Regions from separate parts of the Mus musculus genome. Here region 2 is linked to region 1. The links are chromatin contacts, called in public Hi-C maps. All regions are on one chromosome and are shown on one strand. Each heading gives the region's core, a stretch centred on a gene start, on an enhancer-like site or on the middle of the called end of the contact. The rest is flanking DNA. Distances are from core to core; before and after follow the strand shown.

What was found. Hi-C and Micro-C count contacts between places; a contact is called where the count stands out from the background.
Region 2: a Hi-C map of the G1E-ER4 cell line shows a contact between it and region 1, with 3 times the contacts expected there. The contact joins two enhancer-like sites. A contact is called at or near these places in 2 of 39 promoter capture datasets (the 3T3-L1 cell line and the C10 cell line), 2 of 484 Hi-C or Micro-C datasets (the G1E-ER4 cell line and cortical glia) and 1 of 115 datasets of contacts at active chromatin or transcription factors (neural progenitor cells).

What each region holds. Positions count from the first base shown.
Region 1 is chr2:19,010,180-19,014,530 of GRCm38.p6, forward strand. Gm33592 (a long non-coding RNA gene) reads left to right here. Exons shown (of 4, transcript XR_374032.2): 3 at 1,505-1,673. Among named protein-coding and RNA genes, the nearest start is that of Gm33592, 5.5 kb to the left of the region's middle. Within about 2 kb of position 1,497, at least 16 of the 459 cell types and tissues checked have an H3K27ac peak or open chromatin away from gene starts, as enhancers often do. A contact at or near this core is called in the G1E-ER4 cell line, where this site is marked.
Region 2 is chr2:19,082,936-19,087,690 of GRCm38.p6, forward strand. No RefSeq gene overlaps it. Among named protein-coding and RNA genes, the nearest start is that of Gm33592, 78 kb to the left of the region's middle. Within about 2 kb of position 2,421, at least 6 of the 459 cell types and tissues checked have an H3K27ac peak or open chromatin away from gene starts, as enhancers often do. A contact at or near this core is called in the G1E-ER4 cell line, where this site is marked.

The DNA.
Region 1 (4,351 bases), core at 247-2,746:
TATAAAATTTCTTCTCTTCCTCATCCTCTTCCTCTTCTTCCTTCTCTTCCTCTTCTTCAGTTATTTATCTTTTTCCACTTTCTTGAATTGAATAGTTTTTTATTTATTTTTTCTTTTTAATCTTTCTTCTATAATAGATGTGTTTCAGTCTGTGCATGTTTACTCAAGTATAGCTTTGCCTGAGTCTCATTTTGAGTTTCATTTTTGCCCTTTACTTATCAGTTTGTCGTGTCATTTTGAATCTTTTTAACCAAACAGTTGTTTGAGAATGAATGATGTATTAGTTAGGATTTTACTGCTGTGAACAGACACCATGACCAAGGCAAGTCTTATTAAAAAACAGCATTTAATTGGGGCTGGCTTACAGGTTCAGAGGTTCAGTCTATTATCATCAAGGTGGGACCATGGCAGTATATAGGCAGGCATGACACAGGAGGAGCTGAGAGTTCTATGTCTTCATCCAAAGGCTGCTAGTGGAAGACTGACTTCCAGGCAACTAGGGTGAGGATCTTATGCCCACACCCACGGTGACACACCTACTCCAACCAGGTCACACCTATTCCAACAGAGCCACACCTCCAAATGGTGCCACTCCCTAGTCCAAGGATATACAAACCATCACAAATGAGAAATATAAAATATTTTCAACAAAGGGCTCAACTAAAATGGCAAATATATTTCTAAAAGTCAAAAAGAAACAAAAGAAATAAAGAAAAAGACACTTGGCCAAGGGTGAGCTGGAGGGATGGTTGGCTTAGGATGTAAATACTAAATGTCATAACCTTGAGAGCCAGAATCGAGCCCTGAGCTTAAACCCTGCCTCACCCACGGAAAGACAATAGAAAAGAATACTACCCACCCACCGGGTAAAAGGAGCTTGCAACCCAAACAGATAGACTTTCTAAGACTTTCCTATTTCAGGCATAACCCATTGCAGTAAATTTAGGAAACACCGTAGCATGTCAGGGGCACACCCCTTTCTCAGATACAACTATGGGCAAGGTCCCTTCTAAAGACCTTGGCTTAGGATTTGAGGGGAGCAACAATTTAAGTTAGCTTAAAGTGGGCTGGAGAGATGGCTCAGCGGTTAAGATTGCTCTTCCTAAGGTCCTGAATTCAAATCCCAGCAACCACATGGTGGCTCACAACCATCTGTAATGAGATCTGACGCCCTCTTCTGAAGTGTCTGAAGACAACTACAGTGTACTTACATATAATAAATAAATATTAAAAAAAGAAAGAAAAAAAAAGTTAGCTTAAAGCATTCCAAGTTGATTCTTTCCTGGCTTGGGAATTCAGCGGTCTGAGATAGGTTTCAGGGCTTAAATTCAAAGTCTATCAGGGTTCTCCTGGTGCTGGCTCTGGGGGAAACCCATTTCCTCTTCTCTTTCAGCCGTTAGAAGATGCTGCATTTCTTGACCCTGGACTCTGCCTCCATGTTCACAGCCAACAGCTTAGCATTTTGGAGTCTCCCTAGCTCTAATCTGTACTTTCGTCTTCGCAGGCCCTTATCTTTCTGTCCCACCTGTCACAAGACCTTCTGTGATGATGACCTTCCTGTTCTATAAAGTCACCAGCGATAACATGGGGCAAATGGACAAATGAGGCTCCACTGAAGGATCCTAACCCCGGTTGGGGGGGGGGGGGCTGTGTGAGAGGTGAGGAGTAAGGAGGTGAGTGAGGGGATGCGAAGATGGGTGCGGGGGGGGGGGAGGTAAGGGAGTGAGGGGGGGGTAAAGGGGGATTCTTTCCCTAATTATTGCTGCCAAGTTCTTTTTTCAGATTTTTTGACCATCTTTAAATTGGGATGTTCATTTTCTTATTGTTGAGTTTTTAAGATCCTTTGTGTCTTCTAGATACAATCTTTTACTAAGAACATGTTCTAAACACGTTCCCCCCACCCCCGTCTATGGTTTGTCTTTTCCTCTTCTTATTCTTAGCAATGTCTCTAATGGCAGATATTTTACATTTTGATGAAGTTTTTTTATCCTTTTCTTTTCTTTTCTTTTTTTCTTTCTTTTTCTTTTTTTTTTTTCTTTTTTTTTTTTTTTTGGTTTATGTTGTAGATAAAACCTTACTACCCAAACCAAGGGCTGGTGTGTGTTTTCTTCTAGCTGTTTTAGAGTTTTCTGTGGTAGGCTTTAGGCTGATCTTTCTGAGTTCATTTCTTGTGAAAGGCATAACGTGTGTGTGTGCATGTATGTGTGTGTGAATATATGCGTATGTGTAAATATATGTGTATATGTGTATGTATGTATGTATATGTGTTTATGAATGTGTATGTGTGTGTCTGTTGTTATAGCATCGTTTCTTGGTGACCATCCTTCTGCCAGTACTTCCTCCGCTCCTTTGACAACACTCAGGTCACTAAATTTGTAGGGTCTCCTTTAGGACTCTGGATTTTGTGTTCTTTGATCTGTCTACATATGATATTGCCAACAGTACAGTGTCATGGTCACTGTAGATTTTATAGAAAGGTTTTAGGTGGCAGCATCAAGTCTCGAACTTCATCCCTCAGCATTTTTGGTGGCCACTCTGGGTCTTTTGCCTCCCTGAGTCAACTTTAGAAGGAGTTATGTCAATATCTGTGAAAGAGCTTTGGGGGTTTGGGTTGGAACTGTATAGAATCCATAGATCTAGGTAGGGAAGAACTCACATGTTAATGTGGAGTTTTCAAAGCTATATTTTATATGAAATGTTTGTTTAGAGATTCAAATAGGTATTTTTTGTCAAAAACTTGGCAGTTTTCTAAACATGGTTTAGAATATAGTTTAGTACACTTATACTTAAGTATTTCATTTGGGGGATAGGCTGTTTGTGGACCATATTGTATTTTGGCTTGATATTCTAATTAATCGTCGCTGCTGTGGGAAAGCATTGTGCATTCTATGTTCCATTATATGTTAATCCTGCATTTCATGAACTTGGACCTTATCCCAGGATCCTACATCCCAGGTGTCAGTTTTCTCTTTTTGGTTGTTTTGAGACAGGTCTCTTTATGCTGCCTTGGCTGTCCTAGAACTAAGTCTGTAGACCATGCTGGCCTCGAAGTCACACAGGTACACTGGACTCTGTCTCCCAAGTGCTGCGATTAAAGGAATGTGCCACCAAACCTGGTCATTTTAATTTTTATCTAGTGTAATATTCTACATAGACAAATCTCCCCTGTCAACAAAGTCACTTCTGTCTCCTCCATCCTTACCTCTTACTAATTTGTCTTTTAACTAAATTGCAGCAGCAGGGACTTCCGGTATAACGCTGGGAGCAGTAAGAGGGGCCCTCCTTGCCTTACATATAATGGCATCTGCAAGATTTTGGTAAATGGTCTCCAGGAAATACTCTTCTTTTTTTCCTGATGCACCAAGAGTTTTTAACCAGGAAAAATGGTTTAATTTGTGCCAAAGTGTTTTCTTCATCAATTGACATAGTTGTATGATTTTCTTTTAAAGCCTGTTAACATCAAGATGGCGGTGCCTGGTGTTTCAATGTTGAACCAACCTTCATCTGGGGGATAACTTCACCTTCCTAGTCTAGCTAGTGTCTGTATGTATCTGTATGTAATCTTGCTGTTCAGGTCATACTGGCCTCACAGAGTGAGTTAGGAGATGTTTCCTCTGTTTCTATCTGGAAAAATTTGTTGAAAATTAATACCACCCCTTTCTTAAATGTGGGTTGAGTTTAACCTGCCAGCCTGGTGCTTTCTTTTATGATACACTATTATTATTGGTTACTTTAATAATAATTACCTAGCAAGAATATATGATTTTATTTCATTTGTCTGACAATTTCTTCATGTTCCAAAGTTGGCTTCATCTGAAGTTAATATAATTATTTCAGTGTTCTTTTGCAAGGTGCCTTTCATTACTTTGCTTTTAACTTGTATATATCTTTCTATTTAAACCACAGACAGCGTAAAGTTGGGCTCTTGAAAACGAATCCACTTTGACCATCTTTGCCTTTCAATTTTTGTTTAGCTTTCACTTTTATTATTCATTTTTCAATTCTCATTGAAATAAAATTGACAAAAATTTTACTTATACTTGTTTAGAATATATCTGATCTTTGTTGCCTGCATGCACATGCTATAAGCTAATTAGCATGCCTGTCACCCCGAGTAAGTACTGTGTGTGTGTGTGTGTGTATGTATGTATGTATGCATGTATGTATGTGAGTGTGTGTGTGTGAGTGTGTGTGTGTGAGTGTGTGTGAGTGTATGTGTGTGAGTGTGTGTGAATGTGTGTGTGTATGAATGTGAGTGTGTATGAGTGTATGTATATGAGTGTGAGTATGTATGTGAGTGTGTACGTCTTAGAAACATTAAGGATATACTCTCTAGCAGGTTCCAAGTCTG
Region 2 (4,755 bases), core at 1,171-3,670, 74 kb after region 1:
TTTTTGTTCTGTCTCCTTTTAGTTTCCGCAGGGTGAGGAATGGAACCTGGGACCAGTGCAGGCAGGTAGGATTTTCTCGCACTGAGTTGTACACATGCCCCAATATTTTTCTTCTACTCACCCCACATACAGGTTTTTCCTTCTTCTTGCCTTCTCTTGCATATTCATATATGTATATATGTTTTCAGTCAGACCCCTGAACCTCCACAATAACAAGCAATTTGTTGCTCAGTTGTATAATGTATCTATAATCATTTCAGAATCACTTTTTCATTTTTTTTTAAAAATCACTACACAAAGCAAATCTTTGAAAAGAATTCAGGAACTGTTTGGAATGTTCTCGTTGTCTGGTCTCTGCCTTGGAGGGCAGTGTCAAAGACGGAGCTCCTAGGCCTCCAGGATTCACCCTTTGGCTTCTCTTCTCTGTGACAGTACATTTGGAATGTTGTTGGGATGTTTGCTTTGACAGCTCTCTAAGTAGTGTTGTGGTTTGAATGTGATGTGGCCCCTCAGAAGCTCATGTTGAAAACCGATTGCCACTGTGGGATATTGGGTGGTAGAAAGGTCCTTTAAGAGGTAGTTAGGTGGGTATTCCAGCTTATCCCATCTCTCATTGTATGGCATTCACTAGTGTGAGAACAAAGTGCTCCGGACTGAGCTGACCCTAGTGTTTTTTCTCTTGGTTCACAGCTTCTCCTTCTGTACCTCCACCAGGTTACAGCATAGGATGAAGGCTTCAGCAGGTGGTTGCCCAAGCTTGGGCTGAGTCTCGAACAACTCTAACTAACTTTACTGGTTTATAAATTACCCAATGACTGGTATTCTGATAGGGCAATGAGACAGTAAGTACTGCCGTTCCAGGTTAGGTCCTTACTACGATCCCACAGCTTCTCCCATTCACAGATGGGCTCAACTCATCTCCACTCCCAGACAGAAACTGATCAGTCTGTTTTCTTCACCCCAGATGCTTCTTATAAATGAAATGCTACATCAGGAGGTCGTACATATTCAGCACAGTGCTCTTGTGGTCCGTTCATGTCATTGGATGCATGAGAACTCCTTCATTCTATCACAGGAGAGTTTCTGGCTGTGTGGACACACACAGCCATTTGTATATCATTTAAAGGTGACAGACTTGCCACTTGTCTCTGTTTTCCTGGGCTTGCATGGGTAATTCTGCTGGGACCATCTGTAAGCGAATCCTCAGATACACATGTCTTCATTTTTTTTTTTTTTTTTTTTTTTGGAGAGATTCCAGAAGTGTCTGGGGCATGCACTCAGTGAAAATCTGCTTTTTGGGAACCACCAAACTATTTCCTGCAGTGGTCATGCCAGTCTGAGTCAATGTTGCTTTTATAAAACGCTGAACATCCTTAGGAAGCCAGATAGCTTATTTGAAATTTTCTTCATTATTTACTTAAACCGTCTTTTTCTTCATGTGAGTAATTTATGATAAAAATAAGTTCTCATTCAGAATTAACACAATGAGAAGAGAGAGCCAAATTATTTCCTCTCCTTAGTAGAAAGTGGAGAGCAATAGGTAACATGGCTAAGGAAAGCCTTGGCCTTAGCCCTACATTTCTTTTTTAATACGAGGTTTCCCTCTATTGTCCAGGCAGGTCTGGGATTTTTATGTAAGACCAGGGTGACCTCAAACTTGTGTCAGTTCTCCTGCCTCTGCCTTCCATGAACCCTCATGCCTGGCTTCAGACACCTAGACTTGCCATTTACTGTTTTCTCCAATGGAAAGGCAGGAGGTGAGAGAGTATGGAGTAAGTTCTTGGAAAAGAGCTAGGTGATAAATTGCCTAAAGCTGATGAACTAACATTTTGAGAAAGCAAAGAAGTCAATGTTTCTTTTAAAGTTTTTTAAAACAAGTTTTTCATTACAAAATTGAATTGAATTTATTTATGTACTTTGCATTTTCACACATGTGCCAGATAGTGGAAGTGTGGAGGACGACTTGCAGGAATTGATTCTCTCCTTCCATTATGTGGGTCCTGGGGATTGAACTCAGGTCATCAGACTTGGCAGCAAGCTCCTTAACCCACTAAGACACCTTACTGGCCCAAGAATATAACTTTTATTTTTTTTAAGAGAAAATGTAATATGGTTCCCAAATTGTTTTTCAATTTTTATTTTTATTTATTTGTTTATTGTGTATGGTGTGTATTGCGTGTATATGTGCATGTGGGATGTGTGTGCTCATATGCATAAGTGTGCAGGATAGAGTAGAATATTGGGTGTCTTTGTCTAGTGTACACTGCCTTATTGGATGGAGACAGTGTTTATCACTGAGCTGGAAGCTGGCTGTTTCAGCTAGCCTGGCTGGCCAGTGAGCTTCCAGGATTTGCCTGTATCTGTCCTCCAATGCTGTGGTTAAAGACACACACCTCTATGCCCAGCTTCTTATCAACATGTTAGAGATTTGAGCTCAGGGCCTCGTGCTTGCAAAGTAAGTCTTCTTACTCACCGAGTCATCTTCCCCGATCCTGTTCTTTAAATTTTGTATGGGCATCAGGACATTTTGGAGTCTGAACTACAGCTGATAGCCCAGTCTTCCTCCTGAAGAGAGATAAACACCAGCTCTCCTTGCAATGTCTTAAAACGTCATGACTGGACAAAACCATGCTTCCAAAAGCACAGTTCAACACAGCTGTCACCTCTGAGACCCCACACAAGCTGTAGGGTGGGCATCAAACCTGGGATACTCGGTGATGCTGCAGGCTTGAGGGCAGCACCACAGGAAAGCTTGTGCCACGTAGCAGACTATCTGTTAATTTGCAAATTAACTTCAGCTAAATTTTAAAATAACTAAAAGTTGACGCTAAAAAAAAAATCACCCCACATAGCTCTTTCAATCTTTTTTTCTCTTCCTTTGACATTCTTGTTTTTCCCCCTTCTGGGTACCTAGCTTACCTGTCATTAGTTGAGGTCTGAATTCAGTTAAGGCAAACGTTTATTTATTTGTTTGTTTGTTTATTTTTGGTAAAGATAAAATTGCTAAGCACCAAGAGCTGAGAAGATAGCTCATCTTGTGGAAGTATGGGGACCCGAAGTGGTCCTCAGTAAAAGCCAGCAAGGGGCACAAATCTTTAATCCTAGCACTGGGAAGCAGACAGGGTTGGATGGGGGTTGGGGGTGGCCAGTCTATCTGATGATCCCTCAGCTCCAGGTTCCACAAGAGACTCTGTCTCATAAATAAGATGGAACACCTTATGAAGTACTGGGTCCAGGGTTTTTAAGTCCCCCCTCCCCCTCTCTCTCCCCCTCCCCCTCTCTCTCCCCCCCCTCTCTCTCTCCCCCTCCCCCTCCCTCCCCTTCTTCCTCTTCTCTATGAAGTCTTTCTGAGAGCTCAGAGTCTATTGAGATAAAGTGAGTAAAAATATTTATCTATGTGAGGCAAATACCCACGTGTCAATCTAGCACCAACCTATCAACCATTTCTCTAGTGTGTCTGGCCAATTATATCTTTATAGAGAGGTAATTAAATAAAGAGTGTTTCTAAAAAGGAAAAAAAAATTGAAGAGTATGAGATGTTTAGAAAGCGTGGTGGATAGGTGTAGGGGACAAAATGAGCCTGTTATCATATCATGCCCATTTGAAATTAATATTTTACATAGGTTACTTCATATATATTATTAGACTTATTTTATCATTGGCTTTTTTTCACAAATCCACAGTCATGCGATTCTACAAGAGCAGGGCATCTGAGAAGCATGACCCAGGGAGCACTGTGGTGTTATTTCTTGTGGCAGTAAGTGGGGCAGTGTTGGATGGGTTTAGGATTGACACCAGGTTGGTCATAAGATCCTGTGTGCACTCTGGACTGGCCATGGGGCTTGTTTTGCCAGAAGGGCTGAGAACCAACAAGGCACAACAGACAGTAGAATTGCCGTGAGTGCAGGCTGTGGCAGAGGTGCTCCCAGTAGCTATTTAATATTTAATATACTGCGGGCTGCTCCGTGGCCTCTCTGTGGTAACCGCACTGCATATTCTTTGGGTGATCTCCCAGAGGTGCTTGTCTCTCCTCTCCATCCCACGGCAAGCTAATATTTAACCACCTGTTTTCTGAGACACTAAGCGGATTCCGTGGTGTAAATAGTCTCAGTGCTTTATATGCCACTAATCTGATATCCCTTGTATGGGGTCAGAGGTTGCTTGCCAAATGTCTATTGCAAAGGGACAATGGAGAAAGTAATACAAGAACGCAGGTGGTTATCTCAGGTAGGAAACATGAATAAATGATTCATTTTCTGTACCTAATACCTTTGATATTAATGTAATTGGTTAATTATGTGTTCAGGTGACTTAATTTTTAGTAATAGTTGTGTCTATTCATGGTGTGCCAAATTCCTATAAGCTAATTACTGGTTCTCACAATTAGTATGAGTTAAGACATAGTTTGCAGTTGATATCTTTTAAAGTTTATGCCATGACCTTCCTTCTCTCTCTTTCGTGTGTGTGTGTGTGTGTGTGTGTGTGTGTGTCTGTGCTTATGAGTGCATGTGTGTGTGTGAGTGTGGATGTATGTGTGCATGTGTGTATATGTTAGTGTGTGCATGTGAGAGTGTGTGTGTTGTATTAAGTGTGTGTGTGCCTGTGCTTGTGAGTGCATGTGTGTGTGTGAGTGTGGATGTATGTGTGCATGTGTGTATATTGTTAGTGCGTGCATGTGAGAGTGTGTGTGTTGTATTAAGTGTGTCTATGTGCGTGTATGTGGTTATGTGTATGTGTGTGCACATGTGTGTGCAT